6 separate regions of the Mus musculus genome follow, and all the other regions are linked to region 1. Evidence: chromatin contacts called from public HiChIP or PLAC-seq and promoter capture Hi-C data. All regions are on one chromosome and are shown on one strand. The core of a region is the stretch at or near the end of the contact, and the rest is flanking DNA. Distances in the headings are between cores, read along the strand shown.

Region 1 (3,226 bases), core at 441-2,940:
TTTGGAGACAGGGTTTCTCTGTATAGCCCTAGCTGTCCTGGAACTCACACTGTATACCCTGGCCTCGAACTCAGAAATCCGCCTGCCTCTGCCTCCCAAGTGCTGGGACTAAAGGCGTGCACCACCACTGCCCAGCCCATTTGTGGTTTTAATTTTAAGATTTACTTGTATTATTTTTAATTATATATGTGTATGGAGGTGGTGGGCATGCACATATGAACGTAACCCTATAATTACAGTTATTAGCCCTGTAAGTGTTGGGAATTGAACTTGGGTCCTCTGCAAAAGTAGCAAGTTTTTTTTTTTAATTTATTATTATATGTAAGTACACTGTAGCTGTCTTCAGACACACAAGAAGAGGACATCAGATCTCATTATAGATGGTTGTGAGCCACCATGAGGTTGCTGGGATTTGAACTCAGGACCTTTGGAAGAGCAGTCAGTGCTCTTAACCGCTGAGCCATCTCTCCATCCCCCCCCCCCCTTTAACTGCTGCCCTACTTCCACAGGCCACTTTTGTTCTTAAATATATAACCTCAGATGACGTTAAAGTCACCCTGTAGCCCAGGTTGGCCTCAAACTCGTGATCCTCTTGCCTCAGCCTCCTGGTTTGAGCAGGACAACTAACTGGTGTACTAGATTTTTTTAGAGCAGAATTACTGTAAGAGTTTGGCCTGAAGGTTGAGGTTCTTACAAGTGAAGGACAACAGGGAGCCAGCATAGCATCCAGGAAATGGATTGGCCAAAGGCCACGTGGATTGATTCTCGTGAGTTTGGGAGCGGGGGGACCCAAATAAGCTAAACCCATTCCCTGTCTCTGAGCCTCAGTTTCTCGATCAGTAAGTCAGGAACTGCCATTTTCTTAGAGTTACCGCCTTTCAGCCGGCCAGGTAGAGCTCTACGGGAGGGGCGTGTCTGCATGATGATGTAACTCTGGGCGGGGCCTATGGGTCCCACTGCGGAAGGCTTGGGGGAGGGGGGGCTCGACTCAGCCCGGACGTGTTGGCGGGGAAGGGGCTCTAGAGGAGGGTCTCCGGGCCTCTGAGCCTGCCGGATTGTTGGGACGATCCTACTACCCTCCGTGGGCAAAATTAAGCTGTAGCTGGGCCCGCGTGGGGAGCAGATCGGGGTCTCACCACCAACCCTTCGCTCCTAGTCTATCCCCCACCCTTACCCCCGCCCCCACCCCAACCACGACCCGGCCGCGGTGAGTCAGCGGCCCGCCGCGCCCCCTCGCTCACTTCCTCCACACCTTCCCCGGGAGGGTGGGGGGCGGCGAGGGGTGGGGCTCGGCCTGAGAAGCGAGATCTGGGGAAGAGAAGTGCGGAAGTGTTACTTAAAGGTGGAAATTGATGAGATCCCTTGCTTAACCAAGGGTACCCCCATCCCCCAAAAAATAAACTGAGAAGTCCACGGAGCGAGTTGGAGTGGAGAACCTACACCCCCAGATCTCTACTAAAGAATTTGATAGTGGAGACAGCTAGAGATCAAAGAAAGGCCCCTTGTCTCTTCCACCAAGCTTTCCCCTCCAACTCCGGAGTGAGGCTCAGGGTGCACCCCCACGCCACAAGACCGGGAAAGGAGTGCAATTGCGGAAGCCCAAGGTTCCGCGTTGCCTTTTAAACGCTCTCCATCCCCCGCCTGGAGGCGTCCACGGCCCCTTTAAGGCGCAGGGAATTGTGGGTACGGGGAGTGGAATTTTGGAACGAAATGTAGCAAAGAGAGTACAGTAGTAAGAGTAACCGCGTAGGTGCAGCCGGCCGAGGGGGTGCGCCGGCGAGGTTCGGACGCTGCACCCCGCTTTCCATCGCAGGGGATCCCAGCACATCAGAACACCGGTGGGAGGAGGCGCCTGAAGACCCGCCCCGGCCCGGTCCACGTTCTCCCCAGGAAGCTGGACTCTATGGGGCGGGACCCCGAGAGAGACTGAGCAGAACCTGGAGCCAGCCCCGCACCCCTGCACTTCCAATCAGGGGCGCCCCGGGAGCACTCCCCGTGGGCGCGCCGCCCGCCCTCCGCGCAGCCATGAGGTGAGCCCCGAACCCTCCAGCCGGGTCCCAGCCGGGAGCCGGCTCCGCGCCCCGCCTTTGTCCCCCTCCCCCCCTCCAGCGCATTTGGGGCTAGATTTAGGGGACACAGCGCTTTGGGCGTCCCAGATCTGAGCCGGTGCCTTCTGGAACGATCTCTAAATATCGACACCCCGTTTCTCCACACTACTCCCTAAAGGCTTGGGGCGGTGCCGGCTGAGGTTCTCTTGATGGCTTTCAGGTTTAGGGGCGCTCTCGGGACTCAGAATTTGAAGACTTTTGGGGGGAGCACCTCTGAGTTCTCAGATAGTCAGATCCTCGCAGGGATGATCTAGTATAAGCGGGCTCAGAGTTACCGCCCCCAAACTCAAAACCAGGTGGGAGGCTGGCTAGAGAACCCTAGCCCTAAAACTCTTGAGTCTCAGGTTGTGGTTGGAATTCGGATCCTTGCGTCTAGGGCACTGGATGAGAGTCCCAGAGTGGAATCGCGGTCCTTAACTTTAGGGGCACTTCTTGATGTTCCTAAATTTGGTGGACACCGAGGTTCTCCTGTGGAGGAGTTCTTGGGAATCTGGCCCACGGGGCCTAGAGGGTCTGGATGGGACTCTTCTCCCCTTAGGCAACCAGGTTGGGTCCTAGGGCCCTGGAGCACTCCAGGCCCAGGGCGGCTCCTGGACCCCCGGGCCAGAGGACGGTTCTGGTCCCCCCCCCCCAACCTGGTGGCCGGGGAGGGAGGGGGCGCAGCAGCTGGGGGAGGGGGGCCTTTGTCTTCCTGACTCACCTGTCGAGACAGCTGGTGTGGGGGGCGGGCCCCCGAGTGAGCACTGTGGCCAGCTGCTTTCCCCACACCACAGTCCCTCCCCCTGGGCTCAATGTCGCTGGGTGTTACCCCCTTCCCCAGGCCGTGGGATTGGAGGAGGGGGCGCTGGAAAGCGTCAAGGTCATAGCCTTCTCCCTCAGGGACCCAGGCTCACTAGCTTCTTCCAGCTCTCTTCCTAGGAATTTAATCTTGTAGGTGAGGGGGATACAAAGATTTTTTTTTTCTTTTTTCTTTCTTTTTTTTTTTTTTTGTATGTCTTCCCTGGGACTTGCCCTGAACTCCTGGGCTCACCTGAGGGCGGGGCCTGGCCTGACAGAGGCCTCCCCTCCTCTCAGCCCCAGCCACCCCCACCCCCCCATAATCTCTCCCTTGGGGCCAC
Region 2 (3,226 bases), core at 238-2,737, 480 kb before region 1:
AGCTCAGAAAGGAGAGAGCTAGCTCAACTTGGAGTCAGTGCATGCCTACAATCCCTGGCTGGTTAGCCAGGACGACAGGAGATGCCATCTCATAAAACAAAACCAAGGTGGGTGGAATGGCTTCAAAGGTTGTGCCACCAAACTTGGCTACGTGAGTTGGGGCCCCGGCACCCACTTGCTGCTTCCAACTCAAAGCAAGTTGTTATTTGCCCTTCAGAAGTCAGCACGGCCTGCACACACACAAAATAATCAGCAAGCAAACAAATAGGAGCATTAACAAGAGTGGAAAGCAAGTTGGTCAGAGCCAGGGTCCACTCCTTGGGCCTTGCCACATGGGAGAGGGGCTTCATGTATGTGGCCGGTGGAGAAGGGGCCCTACCCCAGCCCAGGTGGCTCTCTCACAAGAAACCCCCAAATGCCTGGCCCTTGGGGAGGATTTGGCTGTCAGGTACTTCAGCAGCGGAGTACCTGTTCCCCTCCCCCATCCCCAACAAGTGGACCTTCTCATTAGCTCCACTCGGCGGCCCTGGGAATGTGAAAAGGCGGGTGGGGGTGGGGAGGGTGGAGCGTCTACGAAGAGACAAAAGGGCCGCCTCAAAACCAGCCACAAAGACCACAGGATTCTGGTGAGATAGAGAAAGTGGGACAAGGACAACCGGAAGGGACTGGTAGGGCCAGAGGACAGACTGACTGGTCCAGCCCCACCCAGCGGGGTTCGGCCTGCTGGGTTGGTTTATGCTGCCCCCTCGCGGAAGGCTGCGATATAAAAAAAGGATACTGGGTGGGAGGGACGCAGAGGCCAGATGCAGGGACAGGAATATTAAGAGTGACACAGAAAAAAACTATGAGACAAGAAACAGAAAGTGACAGGGACGCAAAGAGAGACGCACACAGTCAAAGGAATGCAACGAGACACGGGGACTAAGTGACATAGGCACATGGACAGACAAAGAAACACCAGAGCAGAGCCACAGAGAAACATGGGGATGCGGAGGGAGACTCAGAGGTAGAGAAAGAGGAGAAATCTGGAAAGAAATGATGCGGCGACACGAGAACCCAGGGCAGAGATCAGAAAGAAATGGGGTCCACTAAGAAGTGACCCCGACCTACCACAGCAGCAGGACTAGGAGAAAGGCTGGGACAGGGGTGTGGCCTCACCAAGGGGCGGTGCCTCAGGAAGGGAGGCCCTATGAGAGCCCACATACTCAGGCTAACCAGAGGGCAGTGGGGCGTGGTCTGGGCGAGAAGGCATGGCTTCTCCTGGTGGGAGGCGACCGGAAGTTTAGAAGGGGGTGTGACCGCGTCTCATTAGAGTGACCAGTAGGGGGCGCAGTGGGTCTTCCCGGGTTGTGTGTGGGCGTGGCTCCATGTCGAGTGGGCGTGGTCAAATAGTTAATTCCAGGAGAAGGCGGAGATAGAATCGTGGGGCCAGACAGGTGTGGGACGCGGGATGGGCGGGGTCTTAGCCCTGAGAGGGGCGGAGCCTGAGCCCTAGGATCGGCTTGGCGAAGAGGGGCGGGGCCTGTGACGTCATGAGTCCGGCCCGCTGGAGCTAAGCGAGGGGCCGGGGGGCGCGGATCCTGAGAGCCAGGCGAGGGAAAGCTGGGCCGAACGAACTGATCCGGGGAGCCGTGAGCGGCGGAAGCCGGCCTGGAGCCGGACACTTCAGACCCCTGACTGCCCTCCCAGCCGATCGGTACACGAAGAGTGGTCCCTAGGCACCCCCTGCCCGGGCCCAGTCCCTCCCCGGGCCCCCCATGGCCCGGGCCGCAGTCCTCCCGCCGTCCAGATTGTCACCGACGCTGCCGTTGTTGCCGCTGCTACTGCTCCTGCTTCAGGAAACAGGTGAAAACGCGCGGATGCCTTCGTCAGTCCTCAGAAGGGAGGGAACGGGGCATCGTCCCCCACCTCACTCCCAGCTCCCCGAGGCCCCTTTCCCTCGTGCCCCCTTCTAGGTTGGCCCTACTGATCGAGATTCTCGCAACACACCGGGCTCTCTCTCCGAGTCTCCTAACCTCCCTCTCTGCACCTCGCGTAATCACAAGTGTCCATTCTAACCCGGGTTTCTGACCCCCTCCACCTCCCTCGGCGTGGAAAGGGTTAAATCCTCCCCATCCTGTGCTGATCACTTATCCGGAATCTGGATTTCCGTCTCTGCTCTCCCCCCTCAGGAATGTGGAGAATGTTCCCCCCACTCACACTAGCTGGAGGGTCGTGATGGTGAGGAGGGACGACACCCCCCCCCCTTTTTTTTCTTTTCCTTCTTGTTGGGTTGGGCATCCGAGGCCCGGGGAGAATTGGGCGCGAGGGGACCCACAGTCGAGGTTCCCAAGACGAGTGTGTGTTGGGGGGGGGATGAGTTCGGTCTTTGGGAGCCCTTGGCAAACCAATGATGAGAGTTGGGGGCACTCAGGGGCAGGAAGGGTGTGAGTCTGGAGTGCAAGCCTCAGGGAGTTTACAGACACTGACCCCTGGGTTCTGGGAAAATTAAGAGGTTCTGCCTCCAGGATCTCAGAAGGCGAGCCTAACCCGGGTCTAGATAGAATTGGAGAAAAGGGGTTCAAACTTGTGGGTCTTGGGTTTAACTGTGGGCAAAGAGCTCTGCTCGCTGGGGTCCAGGTGCAGTTAGGGTCCAGAGGCACTATCTTGGCAGGTTCGGATTTAGCTGTAGGCAATGGAATTTAATGATCAAGGGACTCTGACCTTTACCCCTCTGCCCCCAAATATAATCAAAGGCTTAAAGACGTAGCCTGAAATTGGGAACTTAGTCGGCTGTGTCCCAGGTAGAGTCAGAGCCCGGGAGGTTTGCAGTTTTCCTCCCCTTCCCCCTTTCCTTGTGAGTGGCAACGTCCCTGGGGAAGTTTTCCGGTATCGCTTTCACCTAGTTTGGGAGGGGCGGGGCGGGGCTGGAGCGCTAAGAGTCCCAACTCCTGGTTTCGGGACCTTATCTCTCCTTTGGTCACGCCTTTGTCCTCGAAGCACTTGGAGAGGTAAATGGGAGGAGCCTCCTCTCTAAGACTCGCTCCCCTTTCCCCACCCCCCAGCCCTGGAGGGGACTTGGGGCTCTGCGAGGCCAGGGGGTGGGGGTGGGGGATGGGGTGAGGTGTAAACAGGTGTGCTGACCTCGCCCCGCCCCTAGCAGGTGACCTGGCTGTTTCTTCCTAACTACACACTCTGGGATGGGGAGCGGGGAGTTTCTGGAGAGTTTGCTCAGAACGGGGATCAG
Region 3 (3,226 bases), core at 539-3,038, 420 kb before region 1:
ATGACCTTGAACTCTGGTCTTCCTGGCTCCGAGTCCTCGGTACTGGGTAGACAATGTGTGATCCTAACCCCCAGTTTTATGTGGTGCTATACAGATGGCATCCAGGGTTTCCTGCATGCTGGACAGGTCATCAACCAACCGAGCCACATCCTCCTCATCATCATCACTTTGTTGTTGGTTTTCAATCCAGAGCTCATGGAGCCCAAGCTGGCCTCAATCTATATAACCAAGACTGTGCCTGGTCTTCCTGTCTCTACCTAACAAATGATGGTGGGATGCAGGGATGTACAACCAGGAGCAGAGCCTTACTTCTAAACGAAGAAGGAACCCCACCTCCCTGTGGGCAGACCTGGAGGTGGGGCAAGGACCACAGAAAGACATTACAGAACTAGGATCGTGAAGGAAGTCATGGAGGCCAGCCTGTTGTACAGAGTGAGTTCCAGGACAGCCAGGGCTACACAGAGGAAAACAAGAAGGAAAAAAAAAAAAAAAAAAAGAACTGAATGACTAGCAGTTTTAGAACCTTAGCTGTGTGCTTCCCGTACCCTACCTGTGGCACAGGAAGCCCTTGTTGCTAAGAGTAGGATGACACTGGAAGCACCAAGCACTGGGCAGAGTAAGGGGGAAATCTGTTACATTATTCAGATGGGCGCTTGAGGACTGAGCAGGACTCCTTTCAAGAAGCAAAAGGGTCAGGCCTGGTGCCCACAGGGACTGGAAGCTAGCTAGCGCCGAGTTGGCCCCAGAGATGTCGCAACCCAGCCAGGGTCGAGAATCTGTTCCACCCCTTTCACAACCATCCCCCTGTTGTCGTCGTCCCCACCCCCACCCCCGCCCCAACTGACACGTGGGTTGCAGGGGCACCAGGCCAGCCAACCTAGAGTCTGGGCCCCTTAGCCACCAGCTGCCAGGGGGTCACTGTCGGTCAATGACAGCTCTGGGGGAGGGGGGGAGAAGGGCCTTGGACTCTAGCCTGAGAGAAAGGATGTTGTGGAAGGAGGGGGCAGGGAGGCAAGTTTAGGGCCTGCAGGGGCCTAGGAGGCCCCACAAGACCTAAAAACGGGGGAAGGGGGGTTGTGCCAGTTAGGGGACACTATGGAGCTCTGCAAGCTAAGAGGCTCTTAGCTTCTTTGCAGTTTTGACTAGCTGAAGAGGCAACTTCTAAGGAAGGGAGATGAGGGGATGCCAAGATCCCAGAGAGCATCCGAGGAGGTCTGAGGGTGTGCAGATGCAAAGGCATTGGAGGTGAAGGGAGCCAGGGTGCAGCATCCGGGACAGAATGTGAGCTGAGGCTCCTGGTCAAGGAGAAGGTAGAGAAGAGCTAACCTGAGGATGCAGTGTGAGCTAGGGGTGAGATGGGGGTGAGGGGAGTTGTTTGTAAGACCCCCCCCCTTAAGGTGGGACAGCCTCAGAGAGAGAGTGAGTAGGCAGAGCAGCCAAGGCTGGGTGGAGATCAATGAGATTTGGAAGTGAGGATGCTGACCAGTGACGAGCCTTGGGCCTAAATAAAAAGCCTGGATGTGGGATCTGCCTCCCAGTATCGACCAGAATGACAGAAGAGAGTGGGCTGGTTGTGTTGGTGTTGGTGCATGCCTGTAATCCCAGCAACTCACTAGAGAGGCAGAGGCAGGAGCATCACAAATTCCAGGCCAGCCAAAAAGCCTATGTAAAAAAAAAAAAAAGAGAAAAAAGAAAAAAGAAAAAGTAGGTGGACACAGAGACAAGGGGGAGGCTCAGGGGGAGGGCGACCAGCTTGCTCCGCCCCCTCCCCAACCGGTTAAACCTCTGTGCAGGATCCTCCCACCGCCATGGGCCTCCTGAGAGATCCTTAGATCCAGGTTAGTGCATAGGAAAGTGTCCCCCCACTACCTACAGCTAAGGGATTGGGGTGGTGGGATCATGGTGGAGGGCGGTGGTGAATACTAGCGATGTCCCCCGCTACCCGTGCGTCTGCCTCCAGGGTGCCCCTCCAACCAGGATGAGGCTCTTCATCGCTCTTCCTGTCCTGATTGTGGTCGTAGCCATGACCTTGGAAGGTAAGAAAGAGCCTTGGAAGGTAAGAAAGAGGCTTGGAAGTGTGAAGTTGGCCTTGTGCCTGCGGCCCAGGCTTAGAAGACCCTCGAGGAGGGCTCTGAGGTCCCTTTCTGTGTCATCATTCCACTACCGCCCTCCCATCGTCCCCCATCCCACCTGCCAGGTGCCTTATTTTTGTGTCAAAGTGGGTGCTGAAGGAGGCAACTCTGTCCAGAAAAGACGCAGTAACCAATGACCTAGGATACCACCCTTTGGAATTGGCTAATCTTCCTAGAAGGGGCGGAGCGTAAAAACAAGGAGGTGAGAGGTGCAGTAAAATCAAGTGTCCAATACCCTCCCCCATGCTAATGAGTTTGCTCGCAACCCTCTCGCGGCAGGCCCAGCCCCCGCCCAGGCGGCCCCGGATTTGTCCGGAACATTGGAGAGCATACCGGATAAACTGAAGGAGTTTGGGAACACTTTGGAAGACAAGGCCCGGGCAGCCATTGAACATATCAAACAGAAGGAAATTTTGACCAAGACCCGGTTAGGACCTTTCAGGGCACGGGCGGGTGGTGTGTGTGTGTGTGCGTGCGCGCGCGCCCGTGTGTAAAAGCCCTAGCAGACAGTTCCACACTGACACAATGGGGAAACTGCACCAGAGTGTTTGACACTTTCCCTGAAGTCATAGAACTGTATCTGAAGTCATTGAACTGGATGTCAAAGTGCTCGTAGTGTGGAGACAGGCGGTGTAACTCCCAGCCAACTGTTAGAGATGTTTCCAAGTCCTAGTGAAGGGCCAAGCTAGGCGGCTGACTGGTTAGGACAGACCCTGACCCCTCCCTGTGTACTCTTGAGACAGGTCATGACTTGAGTCTCCGAGACAGAGAAAGAATGTAGGAGAGTTGGGGCAGGGGCACAGCAGAAGCTGTACAGGCCTGGGCTCTGCAGTTTACACTGGCCAAAGAGAGATTAGGGCATGCTGGGTTAAGAACTAGCCAGGCAGTGGTGGCGCACACCTTTGATCCCAGTATTCATGAGGCAGAGGCAGGCAGATCTCTTTGAGGCCAGCCTGATTGGAGCTAGTTCTAGGAAAGCCAGGGCTACACAGAGAAACCCTGTCTCAACACCACCACCACCCCCCAAAAAAAAGGGCCCAGCAAAGAACAGAAATAGGAGTTTGAGACCAGCCTGGGCTATAGGCAAGGTTCTG
Region 4 (3,226 bases), core at 196-2,695, 390 kb before region 1:
AATTTGAGAACTTTTTGTAACTGATATAATTCACTAACTTTGTAGCTAACAATTTGAGAGATTTTGTATCTAATGTAAAATCATGGTGTTCTTGTGCTGTGCCATGAAACAAACGTTCGTGAACCCCAAAAAGACCACCAAGGAGCCAAATCCAAAGCAATTGCATTAGGATCTTTTTATTCAAGCTCTTGTTGCGGTGTAGCCTAGAACTAGTGCTAGGTACCGGCCTGTTAGTTTACTTGAGTTCAATCTTAAGTCAGATTCTCTGAGATGGAGTCTGAACCCAAAGGAATTGGTCTCTCACTTGTTTAATGTGCTGAGACATAACCTGTAATCCCCGATAGCACTCCTAGCACTCCTGAGGATGAGGCTAGAAGATGCCGCAAGTTCTATGCTTGCCACAGCCAGGGCTTCATTTCAAGACCTTTCCCTTTACCCATCAAAACGAACAAACAAAAGGAGAAAATAGGATTATTACTCTCATGTATGTTATGTTTTAATCCCAGTATTCTGGAGGCTGAGGCAGGAGGATCAGGAGTTGAGGCCGGCCTGGGCTACAGAATGAGATCCTGTCTTTGTGTTTAAAGATTCGAGGTTTGCAAGAAAGCACAGACCCCTAATGGAAGACGAGTGCTAAACTAAGCGGCCTAAAAGCGGCTAAGGTCCGGGATGAAGGTGGCTCAGCGGCTAAGAGCATATCTGCTCTTCCAGAGGTCCCGAGTTTACTTCCGAGCAACCACACGGTGGCTCACAACCATCTATAAGGTGATCTGATGCCCTCTGCTGACATAAAGATACAGTGCTCGTGTACATAAAACAAATAAACGAGTCTTTATTTGAAAAAAGTGACTAGGGTCCCATTTCCAGGTGTGGTGTCCGTAAGAAAGCAGATACGGCCTAAGGATGAACTACAGTCTCCGAGGGTTGATGACGAAAGCTTAAGACAAGGAAATCGCATCAGAAGCGAAAAGAACAAAGTAATGACCACCCCTTAGGTCGAAAATCCGCAGCCAGAGAGGGGTTTTCTCTTCAAGAGGGGCGTGGCTCTAGCGAATCGCTACGGTGGCCGGAAAAGCTCCGAAACCATCGACTTTGTAAAACCCGAGAAGAAACGGCCATCCGAACTGCGGTGGAATTGCTTGGGAAGACCATACAATCAAAAAAATAACCATCCACCTTGGCCGAGTGTAACAAGTAGAACCCATGAAAAGAGCATTTCCTGCTATAGAAAGTTCAAGCACTCGGAGAAGTCACTCCCTGCTAGACCAAAACAACCAAATTGCGGTGAAAGGGGCGGACGTCGAGTACGGTGGCCTAGTTGGTCCTTCAAGAGGGCGTGGCTTGAGGCGCTCCATTCTGATACGGAAGCCTGGTGGGGACGGGTTAAGCGTAAAATCTCGCGCGATCGCGCTGGCGCCGTCGGGGACGGGGCGGGGCTGGCGGCGGGGGCGGGGACCCGGAGCAGGAAGATGGCGGCGGCGCAGGAGGCGGACGGGGCCGGCAGCGCCGTGGTGGCGGCCGGGGGAGGCAGCTCTGGTCAGGTACGGAGGCCGAGAGGTGCCTGAGGGGGCTCTTCCCCAGCGGGGGGCACCCCTGCAGGGAGTGTCTTGTCCTTTTTGGAGGAACCCGGTGCACCGGGGGCTCCATGCCCCAGAGGGACCTTGAATATTGGGCCCTGGCGGCGCCCGGCCGCCCAGGAGGCCGGACGGTGGCGGGAACCCGGCCCTGTTGCGCGCCGGGTCTCCTGCAGGCTCGCGCCGGGCGTCCAGCGGACTCCTTGCTCGAGCGGAGGAGAGGGTGGCGCGGAGGGGCGCAGACTCGGTCCTCGACTGTGTGGTTCCAGCCTCCAGCACTGTTTCTAGAGAGGGCTGGTGTTCCTGGTCCGCTCCGCAGTGCCCGAGATCGGGGGCAGTGGTTGGTTAATTGAGAGTTTTCAAGCTCAGGGCAAATACGGTAATTGTGGTGGGTAGAGGGCATGGGCTGCGGAGGCCGACCGACCCATTTCACAGACAAGGATCCGAGGGACGACAAGACGAAGGCGCTTGTAGAAGGTCACCCAGGTTAGTTTTGGTGTCCGTTCTAGGAAAAAGCTGACTGTGGGTGGTCTGGGCTGAGATGGGCGCTGTTTTAGCCCAAGCTGATCAAATAAATAGAGAAATAATTGATCCAGGCGCGTTTGCCTCCCAACCCATTACCACCTCAAATAAACTGAGACCTCAGAGCATAGCAGTTCACTCAGGCACCGTGCAGGCTTCTGCTGGAATTGATGGAGTGGAAGCAAGGTGCTGTCGACCCACCCACTGGGATGTCACTGCCGTGTAGGAGGCAGCTCAGGGGTGAGGAGTACCGACTGGGAGGGGTGCATGTAGCTGACTGGATGTGACCTTGGACAAGTTTTCTTCCTTTGGGTCTTTATTTCCCCAGTGGTTAATGGAGGACTTGGGCGAGAGGGCCAGCCTTATGGCTATAAAGATGTCTCCAGTCATGTCCCTGCAGTGAGGGGAGTGGGAGAGGAGATGGTAGCGTAAACAGACTCGGGAAGTGACAGAAGTCGGGATGAGGGGCTGTAGGGTCTCAAAGGAGGGGGACAGATACACTCAAGTGATGAGGTAGAACCCACCTTTTCTGACTGAGTCTTTCTGGCATTTCCAACCAGACCTTGGGTGCACACAGCTCAGGAAATTGCTGGTTTATCCCTGCTGTGGTGAATACACCAGCGGGGTCTGCAGGGACGTCCTAGCCTCTGGTCCTTGGGACTGGCTCCTGTAAGTTTCTGTTGATTATTGGGTGGCAGTGGCGTGAGAGACTGTTGAGCTTCCAGTCACATGTGGAGCCTCTCTGGTTCCCATCTCTGCTCTAAATCTTTGCTTTGTGACTTTGGTCAGGGTCTTCCTATGAAGCTAGGGCCGATGGTGGCCCTTCTGCTTCAGCCTCCCAAGTGCTGGGATGACAGTCTACTTCTAATCCTAGCTTATGCTTGAAAAGTTTTAATGCTCATACTTTGGCCTTCAGGATAAAGTACACATTTTTTTTTTCTTTTTCTTTTTTCTCTTTTTTTAAAGCAGATCAAGATCTGGCATGAACTATTTTCTTTAGACTAGACTAGGCTTTCTTTGTTCTTTTTCTTTTTCTCTCCCCCCTTTTCGTTTTTATTAATTTTTTGAGACTGTCTTTGTAGCCATCTCACGTTTTTGTAGCCCTGGCTGGTCTAGAACTCAGAGAGTTC
Region 5 (3,226 bases), core at 235-2,734, 360 kb after region 1:
GGATTCTAGGCAGGGGCTCTACCACTGAGCCACGCCCCCAGCCCCTCACTGGGGGATTCTAGGCAGGGGCTCTACCACTGAGCCACACCCTAGCCCCTCACTGGGGGATTCTAGGCAGGGGTTCTACCACTGAGCCACGCCCCCAGCCCATCACTGGGGGATTCTAGGCAGGGGCTCTCCCACTGAGCCTTTGTCTGCCCTTGCACAGATCAGAGGTGAATATTGCAATCTTCCTCAAGGTCTCCACACCTTAATTTTTGAGAACAGGATCTCTCATTGAACCAGGAGCTCACTGAGTGGCTAGGCAGGCTGGCTAGTGAAAGCTTGGTATCCTGTTCTTGTTTTGTTAGGAATAGGGTTACAGATGCTGTGGTCGTGGCACATGCACCCTAACACACACACACACACACACACACACACACACAAAGTGTCATCTAATAAATAAGTAAACTCCTCTAGCCTGATGCCATGGTGTATGTGCCTTTAATCCCAGAACTCAGGAGGTAGAGGCAGAGGCATGGGGGTCTCGGTGACTTCGAGGACAACCTGATCTACGTAGTGAAATTCAGGCTAGCCAAAGCTATAGCGTGAGATATGTCTCAAGACAACTTCAGGAGGTTGGGGAGAAAGAAAAGAAAGAAAAAGAGCACTGGCTGCTCTTCTAAAGGGCCTGGAGCTCAGTTTCCAGCATCCCTAAGGTGCTTCACAACCATTTGTAACTACAGTCCGAGGCTCCTGACGCCGTCTTCCGACCTCTGCAGGCACCAGGCACACGCGTCGTGCACAGGCATACACGCAGGCATAAAACTCACACATATAAAATAAATAAATCTAAAACTATTAAAAAATAACTCCTACTTTGCTGTGTTGAGCTTTAATGAAGCCAGTGCCATGCCAGGCATGGTGGTACAACTCCAGTAATCTCAGTACCGGGAAGGTGGAGGCAGGAGGATCAGGAGTTCAAGGATGCATAGGAGACTAGCTTGGGCCACTTGAGGTTTTGTCATGCATGCACTGACAAAGCCAAGTCTAGCAAACCGATCAGGGTATACTTAGGCTGTCCTTACAGTTGAGAATATCCTCTAAGCCTCCTGACTTGAAGGCTCGGACCTTCCTCTGAGCAAGTTCCACACTCTAGTCAGCCCCTTCCTTCTCTGTGGGCGAGGCCTGCCTTGCTGGGGGTGGTGGGTGTGGTAGGCGGAGTAAAAATGCTATTTCCGGGATCCTCCTTCTACTCCAAGGGACCACCTTTTTCTTATGATTGGCAGAATATCTACCCAATAATCACTAGAAACAGACTGTAAACCTCGGAGGTCTCCCCACACGTGTTAGTAACGCCTCTTCCAAATAGACCAATTGTAAACTTCGGAAGGCGGGTTCTCCCATGGGGGCGGGACAGAGTGACGGGCGTCGCTTTTGACTTATGGAAACATGGCTGCCTGTAAGATCAGACCAATCAGAAGTGAGAAGGCCGGATGTGGGCGGAGCTGAAACTTCGGCGGTTGAACCGCTCGTGAAGATCGAGTCCGTGGAGGTGAAGAGCGAGTACGCGGGTGTGGGCGCGGGCTCCAGGCGCGGGCTGCAGGCGCGGGCAGTGGGGAGTCCCCAGAGCACCGATTCTTTCACGCAGGTGGACGCCAGAACCTATGCAAGCTGGAGATTTCACGGGGTCTTTAATGCATCATGTTGTCGCTCGCGAGATACGCGGCTAGAACTTAGAGAACCCTTACCGAATACTGCACTAGAGCTTGTAAGGTAGAGTTTTATTTTATATATATTACACCCCACGAGGTGCGGAGGGGGTGTCCTCGAGATGCCGTAGGTTCTGAACTTGAGTTGGTTTGGAGGATGGAGGCAGGTGAAGACAAGGCAGGGTTGAGGTTCCAGGGTTGAGGGTGTGTTCCTACCCTACGGACCAGAGGCGTTTACTGTGTGCAGGCTCTGAGCAAGTTATTTGTCGTGAAATCACTTTTAATTCTCGCTTTCTTTGCAGTGCTAGATGACAAACTTTGAAATGTTAGTCAATAGTTCTACCACTGCTGCCGAGGTCGGGAACGAGTCTTATGTTTTGTTTTTGAGACAGTGTCTCGCCTTTTTTCCTTGAACGCATAGAAATTATTGTGTGTTCACACAAGTGTGTGATGGGAGGGGGATTCATATCACAGGATGGGTGTGTAGTGACAGCTTTGGAATTTTGGTTCCTTTAAAAAACACAGAAATATTATAAGAATATGTTTTCATTTTAATCCCAGGTGTACCTGTTTTGGACAGTTCTCAGCTTACTATGATTTGCCGCTTGCTCTAGCAGAAGTGTGTTTTTGCCAGCTGCAGATAATTTTTTTTTCGATTGTGTGACATTTGGAATTTTGGGAACATTTTAGAGAGCATATAAATGTTAGGGCCCCCAAGAAGCATGTGTGCCTGTATGTGTATGTGCATGTGTGCAGGGTTGTTGGTCATTTAGGAAGGTTGGTTGTGGTTTGTTAGTAGTCACGGTCGAAGAAGAAACAAAAGGAAAGAAATTAGATTCAGGGGTTTTCCTAATTCCTCTCTTCCCCTCTATCCTTGTTTTCTCTCCTATCTAGTATTTAGGGGGTGAAAATGGGAGATAAAGCCTGGGGGAAAGAACCCACAAAGTAGCAAGGACCAGCTATATGGCTGTGGCTGTGGAGGTCGGACAACAACACTGGGTTGGTTCTCTCCTTCCACCTTTCTGTGGATTCTAGGGGTCAAGCTCCGCTCTTTGGGTTTACACAGCAGGAAGCTTTACCCATTGAGTCGTCTGGACAGCCCCTCTGAATGAACCCTGAAGTGTCATAACGCATCCTACAGTGGCACACCTTTGTAATCCCAGGACTGGGCAGCTGAGGCGAAGGACTGGCAGTTTGAGATCAGTCTGGGTCACAGGATGAGCTTGGGGCTCGTTTTACCTAAAGAGGGAGACCTTGTCTCAAAACAAACCTAGAGAAGAGAGTGTGAGCTTTGGTATCTGTTTGCCCAAGTTTGGGCCCTGGCACTGACTCTGGGACCCACTATGGAAATCATTGTGGCTTTGGGCGAGTTCTTTAATCCTTTCATACCCGAATTTCATGTTCTGGGCAATCACTTTTTCTATACCACTTCCCTCACTCTGTTTACCCAGATGTCTCTTTCCCGTATCCATCTCTGAACTCCATGCTCTATCCAAAGGCCAGCTCTTCTTTGCTTGGAAGTCCAGCTGACATGC
Region 6 (3,226 bases), core at 355-2,854, 330 kb before region 1:
TCAATAGCAGCATCTACATAGGAGCTCACGATGTGTGATGGCTATTCTTGGTTGTCAACCTGGCTACATCTGGAACTAAAACCCAAAAATGGGGGGGGGGGCATGCATGTGAGAGATTTTTGCTTAAATTGAAGTAGGAAGATCCACTTACTTTTTAAAAAAGATTTTATTTATTTTATGTATGTGAGTACACTGTCGCTGTCTTCAGACATACCAGAAAAAGGCATTGGATTCCATTACAGATGGTTGTGAGCCACCATGTGGTTGCTGGGAATTGAACTCAGGACCTCCAGAAGAAGAGTCAGTGCTCTTAACCGCCGAGCCATTTCTCCAGCCCCTGGAAGCTCAATTTCTAATCTGGATCTTGAGATGGGAAGACACACTTTTAATCCAGCTCTAATCTGGGCCACGATTTCTGCTGGATTGTATATAGGGATGTGGAAGAAGGAAGCTTTAGGTATTTGCCTGCTTGCCATCGTCTTGCTAGCAAGTCCATTCCTTCACTGGCGTTAGAGCCTTCTCTGTGGTTCTAGTGTATACTGAAGACCAGCTGAGGCATCCAGCCTTGTAGCCCGAGCATCTACTGATCTACTGAGTTCTTGGCCTTTCTGTTCCTAGCCTGCTATTGTTGAATTAACTGAACACAACCTACAGATAATTTTTATTAATCCCACATATATGTCTGTGTGTATACATATATATTTATATATACATATACACGTACATATATGTATACATATATATGTACATATAGGATTAAATAAAATTATATAATATATATGTGTGTGTATACATCTCAGAGAAACATACACCTTCAGGCATACACATAATATTTTTTTTCCGAGACAGGGTTTCTCTGTGTAGCCCTGGCTGTCCTGGAACTCACTTTGTAGACCAGGCTGGCCTCGAACTCAGAAATCTACCTGCCTCTGCCTCCCAAGTGCTGGGATTAAAAGGCGTGTGCCACCACTGTCCGGCAATATAAATCTTTTAAAAAGACTTTTCTATTTTTGTATTTTATGCATATGGGTGTTTTCTCGGCATGTATGCACATCAGAATAGGGCACTGGATCCCATAGGACTACAGTTAAGAGACTGGTTGTTGGGCTGGTGAGATGGCTCAGTGGGTAAGAGCACCCGACTGCTCTTCCGAAGGTCCAGAGTTCAAATCCCAGCAACCACATGGTGGCTCACAACCATCTGTAATGAGATCTGACTCCCTCTTCTGGAATGTCTGAAGACAGCTACAGTGTACTTACATATAATAAATAAATAAATCTTTAAAAAAAAAAAAAAAAAAAAAGAGACTGGTTGTGAGCCCTATGTGAGTGCGGGCAATTAAACTCAGGACCTTGGCGAGAGCTTCCAGTTCTCAATCGATTGTCACCACTCCAGCCCCTAAAAGAAATAAATCTTTAAAAACAACAACAAAACGTGTCTGGAATTCTGGGTTCCTCTACTTAAGCTCTCACTTTTAGGACAGGTCCCAGATGGTGCCACCCTGCAGGCCCCGCCCATAATCGCGAGAGCCACGCCCACATCCCAGAGCCCTTCCTCTCGACCGCGGAAGTGCCTTTTGTGCAGCGCCGCCTCTCTCCTTCGCTCAACCTCTCACTTCCGCTTCCGGTGTGGGTCGTGAGCGCGCGCGAGCGCAGCAGTGGGAGGCGGCGACTGGCCGGTGAGTGCAGGCATCCGACCCCGACCTCCCGGCTTCCGAGCGGTGGCAGTCGACCTCATCCTTGTCCGAGGCGCTCCGGAGATCACCGTGGGTGTCCGCCGGGCCCCGACGGCGGCCCCGCCTGCTTCCGCCCTGACAGGCCTCAGGCTGCGCCCCTCGCCCCTCCTCAGGCCCGAATCCGGGCTTTGGGGTTCGGCACGGACCCTGGTCCCCAGACGCAGCTCCGTCCCTGTCTTTCACCCATCGCTCCGGCCCAGGGCCGCACTCTCTCTTTTTAGCCTGCCTGGCCGGCTTCACGTCCCTCCTTTAGAGCTCAGCCGCCTGACCATCTTCATCCTCTGTCCACGCCCTTCACCTGGCCTCACCCCCCTCCCCAAGCGTGTCTGGGCTGTGCTGTTGCCTCTCTCCACTAACCTACCTTACAACACTGCTGCACCCCCCTCCCGTACCATGCATGGTTCCTGCAGAGGGATCTTAGGGGTTCTTGTGAGCCCAGCCCTGGCAGCTACGGATCGGTTTCAGACATTCCTTTTATTTCAAAAATTCCATTTTTATTTTTCCAGACAGCATCTCACTATGTAGCCTTGGCTAGCCTGGAACTTAGTACATAAACCAGGCTGGCTCCATACTCAGACATCTGCCTGTCCTGCCTTCCCACTGCTGAGATTCAAGGCATGCACCATCACTCCCAGCCATTTTTTTTTTAATTAAAGTAGGATCTCCATATTTAGGTTACACTGGACAGTGTAACCAAGGCTGGCCTTGAACTCAAGACAGTTCTGCATCAGCCTTCCAAAGGCTATCTACTCTATAGTCTTTCATATGGACTTTAGCGAGCAGAATCTAGGAGGATTTTTTTTCCCAGGAGAAGATCTTACCTAGGTCACAGAGAGCTTTCTCATAGTTCTGGAGCTACTGCCACAGGACTGTTAGGAGTCCTTTTGTGCACTCAGCGTCCTGGTCTGCAGCAGGGTCTCTCTCTCCCCTGAAGCCATGGGACTTGGAATTTAGTCCATCAGGATCAACCCCAACATGTCAGAGGACTGTAACTCTACCCACGTGGTCTTTATAGTCCCTTTGACATGTCTGGTGCCCTCCTCCCTCAGGCAGAAGCCTCAGCACCATGTGGCACGAGGCTCGGAAGCATGAGCGGAAACTTCGAGGCATGATGGTGGACTACAAGAAGAGGGCGGAGCGGCGTCGGGAGTACTATGAGAAGATTGTGAGTGAGCAGACTTGAGTGTGGGGCGGGCGGGCTCCAGAGGGAAGGGCCCTGGGCTTGGAGGTGTGTCAAGGCAAGAGCTCTTTTTCCTCACAATCCTAGTCGTCTTCCCCCACACCCCCTTCCACTGTGGCCATTTTTCTATGGTGTTGGAGATAGAAGTCTGGGCCGTGCAGTGCACCACCTGAGCTGCCCTTACCCCGTCTCTTGTTAGGTAGATGGTCTTTTTAGGTAACCTAGGCAGGCCTCAGACTCATACTCTTCCTGCCTGTGTTTACAGGTGTGTGTTGTTACCATGCTCAGCCATAGTCATTTCTTCAGCATAG

The links. Promoter capture Hi-C pulls out the DNA fragments that hold promoters and counts their contacts. HiChIP or PLAC-seq counts read pairs in DNA pulled down with a chosen protein or histone mark.
Region 2: a contact with region 1 is called in an H3K4me3 HiChIP or PLAC-seq map of embryonic stem cells, with 6 times the contacts expected there. The contact joins the promoter of Nectin2 here to the promoter of Vasp in region 1. A contact is called at or near these places in 5 of 39 promoter capture datasets (cranial neural crest, liver, maxillary cranial neural crest and 2 more), 1 of 484 Hi-C or Micro-C datasets (embryonic stem cells) and 2 of 115 datasets of contacts at active chromatin or transcription factors (bone marrow-derived macrophages and embryonic stem cells).
Region 3: an H3K4me3 HiChIP or PLAC-seq map of bone marrow-derived macrophages shows a contact between it and region 1, with 4 times the contacts expected there. The contact joins the promoter of Apoc1 here to the promoter of Vasp in region 1. A contact is called at or near these places in 9 of 39 promoter capture datasets (the C10 cell line, cranial neural crest, frontonasal cranial neural crest and 5 more) and 4 of 115 datasets of contacts at active chromatin or transcription factors (bone marrow-derived macrophages, embryonic stem cells and pancreatic cancer cells).
Region 4: a promoter capture Hi-C map of pre-B cells shows a contact between it and region 1, with 3 times the contacts expected there. The contact joins the promoter of Clptm1 here to the promoter of Vasp in region 1. A contact is called at or near these places in 4 of 39 promoter capture datasets (the C10 cell line, cranial neural crest, liver and 1 more), 2 of 115 datasets of contacts at active chromatin or transcription factors (embryonic stem cells and pancreatic cancer cells) and 3 of 9 other capture datasets (adipose tissue, liver and pancreatic islet).
Region 5: a FOXA1 HiChIP or PLAC-seq map of pancreatic cancer cells shows a contact between it and region 1. The contact joins the promoter of Ccdc61 here to the promoter of Vasp in region 1. A contact is called at or near these places in 1 of 39 promoter capture datasets (second pharyngeal arch cranial neural crest), 1 of 484 Hi-C or Micro-C datasets (embryonic stem cells) and 1 of 115 datasets of contacts at active chromatin or transcription factors (pancreatic cancer cells).
Region 6: a promoter capture Hi-C map of liver shows a contact between it and region 1. The contact joins the promoter of Clasrp here to the promoter of Vasp in region 1. A contact is called at or near these places in 11 of 39 promoter capture datasets (the C10 cell line, the HPC-7 cell line, cranial neural crest and 8 more), 1 of 484 Hi-C or Micro-C datasets (CD8 T cells), 1 of 115 datasets of contacts at active chromatin or transcription factors (bone marrow-derived macrophages) and 2 of 9 other capture datasets (adipose tissue and pancreatic islet).

The regions. Positions count from the first base shown.
Region 1 is chr7:19,270,318-19,273,543 of GRCm38.p6, reverse strand. Vasp (vasodilator-stimulated phosphoprotein) reads left to right here and starts at 1,690. Exons shown (of 13, transcript NM_009499.3): 1 at 1,690-2,030. The coding sequence starts at 2,026.
Region 2 is chr7:19,747,834-19,751,059 of GRCm38.p6, reverse strand. It overlaps Nectin2 (nectin cell adhesion molecule 2), which reads left to right and starts at 1,487. Exons shown (of 9, transcript NM_008990.3): 1 at 1,487-1,845. The coding sequence starts at 1,758. It overlaps Gm34744 (a long non-coding RNA gene), which reads right to left and starts at 1,490. Exons shown (of 3, transcript XR_881878.3): 1 at 1,111-1,490.
Region 3 is chr7:19,691,221-19,694,446 of GRCm38.p6, reverse strand. It overlaps Apoc1 (apolipoprotein C-I), which reads left to right and starts at 1,788. Exons shown (of 4, transcript NM_001110009.2): 1 at 1,788-1,838; 2 at 1,961-2,036; 3 at 2,412-2,559. The coding sequence starts at 1,979.
Region 4 is chr7:19,663,249-19,666,474 of GRCm38.p6, reverse strand. Clptm1 (cleft lip and palate associated transmembrane protein 1) reads left to right here and starts at 1,445. Exons shown (of 14, transcript NM_019649.2): 1 at 1,445-1,541. The coding sequence starts at 1,470.
Region 5 is chr7:18,908,662-18,911,887 of GRCm38.p6, reverse strand. Ccdc61 (coiled-coil domain containing 61) reads left to right here and starts at 1,484. Exons shown (of 14, transcript NM_001033314.3): 1 at 1,484-1,755.
Region 6 is chr7:19,602,864-19,606,089 of GRCm38.p6, reverse strand. It overlaps Clasrp (CLK4-associating serine/arginine rich protein), which reads left to right and starts at 1,604. Exons shown (of 21, transcript NM_016680.5): 1 at 1,604-1,678; 2 at 2,785-2,900. The coding sequence starts at 2,802.